Linked DNA regions of Macaca mulatta: region 2 is linked to region 1. A link is a contact called in public Hi-C data. All regions are on one chromosome and are shown on one strand. Each heading gives the region's core, a stretch centred on a gene start, on an enhancer-like site or on the middle of the called end of the contact. The rest is flanking DNA. Distances are from core to core; before and after follow the strand shown.

Evidence for each region. A called contact is a pair of places that touch in the nucleus more often than the background predicts.
Region 2: a contact with region 1 is called in a Hi-C map of fetal cortex germinal zone, with 2.0 times the contacts expected there. The contact joins the promoter of OXA1L here to the promoter of DAD1 in region 1. A contact is called at or near these places in 3 of 14 Hi-C or Micro-C datasets (cortical neurons, fetal cortex germinal zone and fetal cortical plate).

Annotation. Positions count from the first base shown.
Region 1 is chr7:95,657,743-95,661,323 of T2T-MMU8v2.0, forward strand. DAD1 (defender against cell death 1) reads right to left here and starts at 1,533. Exons shown (of 4, transcript NM_001194131.2): 1 at 1,518-1,533; 2 at 769-1,049. The coding sequence starts at 979. LOC144330171 (a long non-coding RNA gene) reads left to right here. Exons shown (of 3, transcript XR_013396085.1): 3 at 1-1,031.
Region 2 is chr7:95,839,609-95,842,844 of T2T-MMU8v2.0, forward strand. It overlaps OXA1L (OXA1L mitochondrial inner membrane protein), which reads left to right and starts at 1,649. Exons shown (of 10, transcript XM_077940624.1): 1 at 1,649-1,730; 2 at 2,214-2,441; 3 at 2,845-3,134. The coding sequence starts at 2,876. LOC106999355 (a long non-coding RNA gene) reads right to left here and starts at 1,528. Exons shown (of 2, transcript XR_001446153.3): 1 at 1,438-1,528.

The DNA of each region.
Region 1 (3,581 bases), core at 283-2,782:
ACACTGAAAAGAAACCATGAATGCTGGCATGTTTTCAAAGTCAAAGTAGCAGGTGATACCAGCGATAGAGGCCACGCCTGTTTTCAGTATTCACTGAATCCCCATTGGGCAAGAAAAGTCAGATTTTGACAAAAATTGATGGCGACAGTTCTCGCTAAATATAGCAGTCCACAAGGTTACCAAATCCTGGAATCAAAAGGAAAAATAAGGCTAAAATAGAATTATGTGAACAAAAATTGGGTTTAAGACAGTGAAATAACTTCCTCTACAAGAAAAAAAGTAGTAGCAGCTAAAAGGCAAAATCAAGTAAAGGATAATTCAACAAGAAAAGCACCAGCATTTATATTCTTTGCACTTTCATTGAAACGTTTTACCGGAGATTGGTAATGATTAGGTCAAGATGACAGAAATGATTCAAGGTTGGATTTTTCATTTGAAAAGTCTACTAATTTTAGACTTGTGTTAAACCTAAGTTAAAGTTGGAATAGGGTTTTCCCCGGACCAATATTAAGTGAAGTGGATCACCAGGTGGAGTAGCAGCACGAAGGTGGTTTCTTTAGACATTTAAGTCCAACTCCTACACAGCCGTTTGGTATTAGGCATGTGATCTAAGCTTTCTGGGCCTCAATTTCCCCATTCACAAAAAAAGAGCAATGCAGGCTCTTCTCATAACTTCAAGGGGCGGTGGTCTGATATAGAGTACTATGAAAACAAAAGTAGCACACCAAAGTAACACATTATTATTATGATCACTTATAGAACCATTACCCGCTAGGATGAAACTCCCCACACAAGAGATGAAGCCCGAGAGAAAAGAGTTGAAGGGGAAGGTTCCCACGAGGAGACAGTAACCGAATTGCAGCGCCCCGGTCAGCAGTATATACAGCAGGTACGCGTCCAGCAACTTCAGACGCTGCGGAGTGGAGCTCAAGTACTCTTCTAAGAAACGCGAAATGACAGACACTACCGACGCCGACATAACTACACGCAAGGTACTCCGGTCCGCGCGCCCAAAACTCCTAGAGGACCCGTCGACCACACCGGATGTGCTGTTTGCGCTTGCGCACCGTCGTGATCTAACTCCGCGCCTCCGGTGTGCCAATTTGCGCAGGCGCTGAGGCAGGCCAGGGCGCGTAACAACTACTGCGCAGACGTGGACTGCGTCAATAGTCCCAACTACAACTCGGAAAAGTTAATGCGTCTGCGCACGGCCCTATCAATGAGCTGGGGACGTGTACTCTTTTTGTTCTGTTTCCGCCCGTCAGATTGGTGACGCCCACAGTTGCTCTGGCAACAGGACACAGTGGGAGGAAGAGGGGAATAGGCTTTACTGCGGACGGCGTAGCTAACCGGAGGGAGCCAGAGTCCTGGAAGATTTAACGGTTTGCATCTACTTTGAGGCAATGCCTGGCGTTCCTGGGGTTTGATAACAGCCTGACCCTAATTCTGTTAAGGGCGCTGTTTGCAGATGTCTGTCACAGATCATTGGAACAAATCAAGTTCATCCGCAGTGAGACCCAGAGCGGCCAATAACTGTGCAGGCCCCAGTTTAGACTTAATTACTTGGGGGAGTGAGTGGGTGTGGTGAGGGGCGGGAGGCAGGGAGGAATCCTGACCTCTGCAGGGTTCTGAACTGGAACTCGAGATTTGGCCCTGCAGTGCCAATATTTATGGGCGCCTCCTTGGGGCCCGACGTTGTACTCACTTGTAGGGACTCACGTGAGTCAGATGTATTTGCAGCCTTAAAAGAACTGGTGAAGTGAGGGATAGTGGTCGAATATCGTGCAAAAAGCATATGGCCAAGTTTAGCAGCTCTCTTTCCACAAGCTGGTATCTTGAACCTGGTGTAATATCGCAGGACTTCAGCGCCGAAAGGCCCAAAAGAGCATTCCTAGTTAAACCCTACTGTCTCCAACTCAGTTTACAGAAGAAACTGAAATAGTTTCAGGTTTTGTATTTTAACAAGTGGGATTAGTTTGAGCGTCTTAACTTTTTTTTTTTTTTTTTTAGTCTTGCTCTGTCGCCCAGGCTGGAGTGCAGTGGCGCGATCTTGGCTCACTACTTGGCTCCGCCTCCCTAGTAGCTGGGACTACAGGCGCGCGCCACCACGCCCGGCTAATTTTTGTATTTTCAGTAGAGACGGGGTTTCACCATGTTGGCTAGGCTGGTCTCGAACTCCTGACCTTGTGATCCGCCTGCCTCGGCCTCCCAAGGTGCTGGGATTACAGGCATGAGCCACCGCACCGGGCCCGTTTTACCTTTTTTTTAAAAAAAACTTAAGTTCTGGCTTTCGTGGCCCTTTTAATTTCACATCAATCCAACCTTGTAGACCTAGTTCATCTCACCTTTTAGCTGTAAGTTTTTCTATACATAACCAGGTACTTTATTTTCACTTCTAAATAATTTGAACTGTACGTGAGCAAAATTCCTAAAACAGCAAGTGAACAACAGCATTCCAACCTTTTCACTTTTTTTTTTTCAGATGGGGTTTTGCTCTTGTTACCCAGACTGGAGTGCGATGAATGGCACGATCTCAGCTCACTGCATCCTCCACCGCCTGGGTTCAAGCCATTCTCCTGCCTCAGCCTCCTGAGTAGCTGGGATTACAGGCACCTGCCACCATGCCCGGCTAATTTTTGTATTTTTAGTAGAAACAGGGGTTTTGCCATGTTGGCCAGGCTGGTCTCAAACTTCTGACCTCAGGTGATCTGCCTGCTTCAGCCTCCCAAAGTGCTGGGATTACAGGAGTGAGCCAACCTGCCAGCCCCTTTTCACTTTTTATTTGCCTTTAGACTGGAAACTGTATACGCGTTAACTAACAAATGTATTATCAGTGGTCAGCAAAGCCTTACTTAAGTTCTAGGAATAAGAGAAATAACCTAAGAAACCTTTACAGTCTATCTGAAGAGATAGATTTATATTCATACCCATGGAGATTTGTGCAGTTATTTGAACATAAGTCAGCCTAAACCTATGTTGCTGAGAAGGAAAAAAAAAAAAAAAAAAGAGTAGATAACAAGCTGGTTCCTATTTCAATATAATATGGCAGGAAGCATAAATTTCTCTGACAAGTTGAACCTTTCTCTCTGCCTCATCAACAAGTAGGAGGGTAGATTCCTCACGAATATTCAACTTCAAACTTTACAGGCTAGGCTGACGCTTTTTAATCATTCAGGTGTGGATTCTTCAGGGAGTTTCTGTTCCATCAGCCAGGCTCCTTCCAGCGGTTTCTCCCTTAATGTTTTGTCTGCCTTTGATCTATGTCAACTATCATCATTAAGATCTCCCCAGGAACTCTCACAGGAAAGAAGAAGAAGAGATGAAAAACATCAAATGCACTTATCGAATGCATTTGTTTCTGAGACCTGCTAGTCACACCAATATACTACACTAGAGCTTTTCTGAACTACTTAAAACAGCAAGAAAAGGCCTATTCGGTTTATGATTCTATAATCATTGAAACATTTTTAACTGATTTTAATTTCAATAGGAAATTGCTAACACTAGTGTTGATTTCAATTAGTTTAAATCGGAACATTAATATAGTTAAAAATTCTTGTCCAGAGTAGTGGATAAGAGTG
Region 2 (3,236 bases), core at 399-2,898, 180 kb after region 1:
TTTTTTGAGACAGAGTCTTGCTCTGTCGCCCAGGCTGGGGTGCAGTGGCCGGATCTCAGCTCACTGCAAGCTCCGCCTCCCGGGTTTAGACCATTCTCCTGCCTCAGCCTCCCGAGTAGCTGGGACTACAGGCGCCCGCCACCTCGCCCGGCTAGTTTTTTGTATTTTTTAGTAGAGACGGGGTTTCACCGTGTTAGCCAGGATGGTCTCGATCTCCTGACCTCGTGATCCGCCCGTCTCGGCCTCCCAAAGTGCTGGGATTACAGGCTTGAGCCACCGCCCCCGGCCTTTTTTTTTTTTTTTTTTTTTTTGAGATGGAGTCTCACTCTGTCGCCCAGGCTGGAGTGCAGTGGCTCCACCTCAGCTCACTGCAACCTCCACCTCCTGGGTTCAAGCAATTCTCCTGCCTCAGCCTCCCTAGTAGCTGGGACTACAGGTACGCACCACCACGCCCGGCTAGTTTTTTTGTTTGTCGTATTTTCAGTAGAGATGGGATTTCACCATGTTGGCCAGGCTGGTCTCGATCTCTTGACCTAGTAATCCACCAGCCTTGGCCTCCCAAAGTGATGAGATTACAGGCGTGAGCCACTGCACCCTGCTAAGACCTTTAATTACCTTACACAACAAAGTCTGGAGATAGACGGTTCCAAGCATGGTACATCAGCTCAATGATATCATCAAGTATTTGGGTGTTTTCTATCTTTGCCCTCAACCATCTTCAGCACGTGAGTTTTTCTTTTTTTTTTTTTTTTTTTTTTTTTTTTGAGATGGAGTCTCACTCTATCGCCAGGCTTAAGTGCAGTGGCAAAATCCCGGCTCACTGCAACCTCTGCCTCCCGGGTTCAAGTGATTCTCCTGCCTCAGCCTCCCAAGTAGCTGGGATTACAGGCGCCCGCCACAATGCTCGGCTAATTTTTGTATTTTTAGTAGAGATGGGGTTTCACCATGTTGGCCAGGATATCCTAGTCTCGATCTCTTGACCTCGTGATCCACCCGCCTCGGCCTCCCAAAGTGCTGGGATTACAGGCCTGAGCCACCGCGCCCGGCCTGCACGTGAGCTTTTCATCTCGAAACTTGTCCCCTCATGGTCAGTCCTCACACCACCCCACTTACAGAAGAAAAAATGGAAAGGTGAAGTCTCTGGAAGCTTTGTCTTTTTACCTGGGAGGAAAATATTTCCCAGCGGCTGCCTTCTCTTCATTTCTGTCAGACTCTAGACTACCCTCAAATTTCATTGGACCTGCGATTACAATTTACCTAGCAATAAGAATCAAAAGAATCGAACATCATTGAGTGGGAAAAATCCTCTGCAAGTACAGCCAAGACTTTTCTGAGGCTATTTTTAAACTGACGAATCAGAGGACAATCGCGACATTAGAGGAAAATTACCCAGGTTTACGCCATCACAAACGATGATAGCTTACGATGATAGCTAACCTGGCTCTTCCACTTCCTTTCAATCTCCAGAAAAGGCTCTCTGCGTGCTCATGGTAACGCGGCTTTTCAGATTTTTACCCACTTCAAATATGGCCGCCAAGCTCCGTTCTCTTTTACCACCTGATCTACGGCAACAACTCTGGCTTCATGCCCGCTTCCAAAAGTGCTTCCTCTCGCGGGATTGTGGTTCTTAGTGCGCAGGCGCAAAAGTAAGTCCTCTTCCGGACAAAATGGCGATGGGACTGATGTGCGGACGCCGGGAGGTTCTGCGCCTGCTACAGTCCGGGCGTCGGGTAAGGATGCCCCGGGGCTGAGCACCGGGATGCTGCCCTCACCCAGTGAACCAAGCCCCAGGACAGCTCGTGCTAGGGATATGAGCAGACGCTGACCCGCTCACCGGGACCTGAATGTCATGACCTCGGGTCTTGTGAGGACGCGCTAGGGTTAGTCCCCAACACTGTGGGCCCAGCAGCCCGGTGTCAGCTTCTGGAATTGGCTTCGCCCCTGGCGACAGCACCTCGGCCTAGTTCTCAGGGCCCCCCGATGCGGGTCTACGATAACTGAGATGCGGCGAACCCGGATTCAGCCTTTGCTCTGCAGGCATCACCAGCTGCATGCCTTCGGGCTAGCGGTCTGCGCGCGGTAAAAGCAATGTCTGCACCTGTAGTGGCCGGGCTGCTTGCTTTTTGGGAAGTTAGCATAACGAATCCCCTTTGCCCCTACGCGAGGACTTCTGCTCCCGGTAAAGGGGCTCCATCATCCTTTTACACGCTTAGGTCCACAGCGTCACAGGGCCCTCGCAATGGCTCGGGAAACCGCTGACCGCACGGCTCCTATTCCCAGCAGCCCGGTGCTGCTGTCGCCCACACTACCTCTTCCTTGCGGCTTCCGGCCCCCGCAGCCTCAGTACCTCTGCCATCTCGTTTGCAGAAGTCCAGGTAAGAGGCCTTTCGTTCCTGCAATATTAGGAGTGGTGTTTCCCGGTTGGTTTCATATTCTGTTTTGTTTGGGAGCAGGGGGAATATGAAGCAGAGTTCTTGTCCACGCTCCACACAGCTCTCCAAAACGGTAGCATCTCTGCTTGGGATGAATTTTCAATTCAGTGGGGAAATGATTGGAAGTACAACAGGAGAGATGTTATATTTGGTTTTCTGAGCTGTTTTAAAGAAAAGTAATTGTTTCATGTTAATATATGGTAAAAATCATAATAGTGATATTCAAATGGCTGAAGTTTGGGAAACAGTGATAAAAGAAATAACTTCCCAGCATGAAGGGAAGTCATGGAATCTTACTCAAAGTAACTTCTCTTCCTACCTATTGATAAAAATGAGATGTCCTTTTTAAGCTTGAATTCTATGTACACTAGGGTAACCTGGAAGAACAAGAAGTAGAGAGAACAGAACCCAGTACTGGTTATTTTAAGAAGGTCTCACTTTCTATGTGTTCACTACTGAATAAATATACAAGGCTTTCTTTCACACAGGTTCAGGCCCCTCCTGTTGTTCCTGCAACTCCCTCACCCGCAGCGGTACCTGAGGTGGCTTCTGGAGAGACTGCAGATGTAGTCCAAGCTGCTGCAGAGCAGAGCTTCGCTGAACTGGGGCTGGGGTCACACACCCCAGTGGGACTGATCCAGAATTTACTGGAATTTATGCATGTTGACCTGGGCCTACCTTGGTGGGGGGCCATTGCTGCATGTAAGGGGAATATACCCTATACATGGGTTAGGGATAGAACCTCATAGATGGCAATTATTTGAATGGATTCAGGAAGTAGTTGCAGAAGCTCTGGGATCAGAA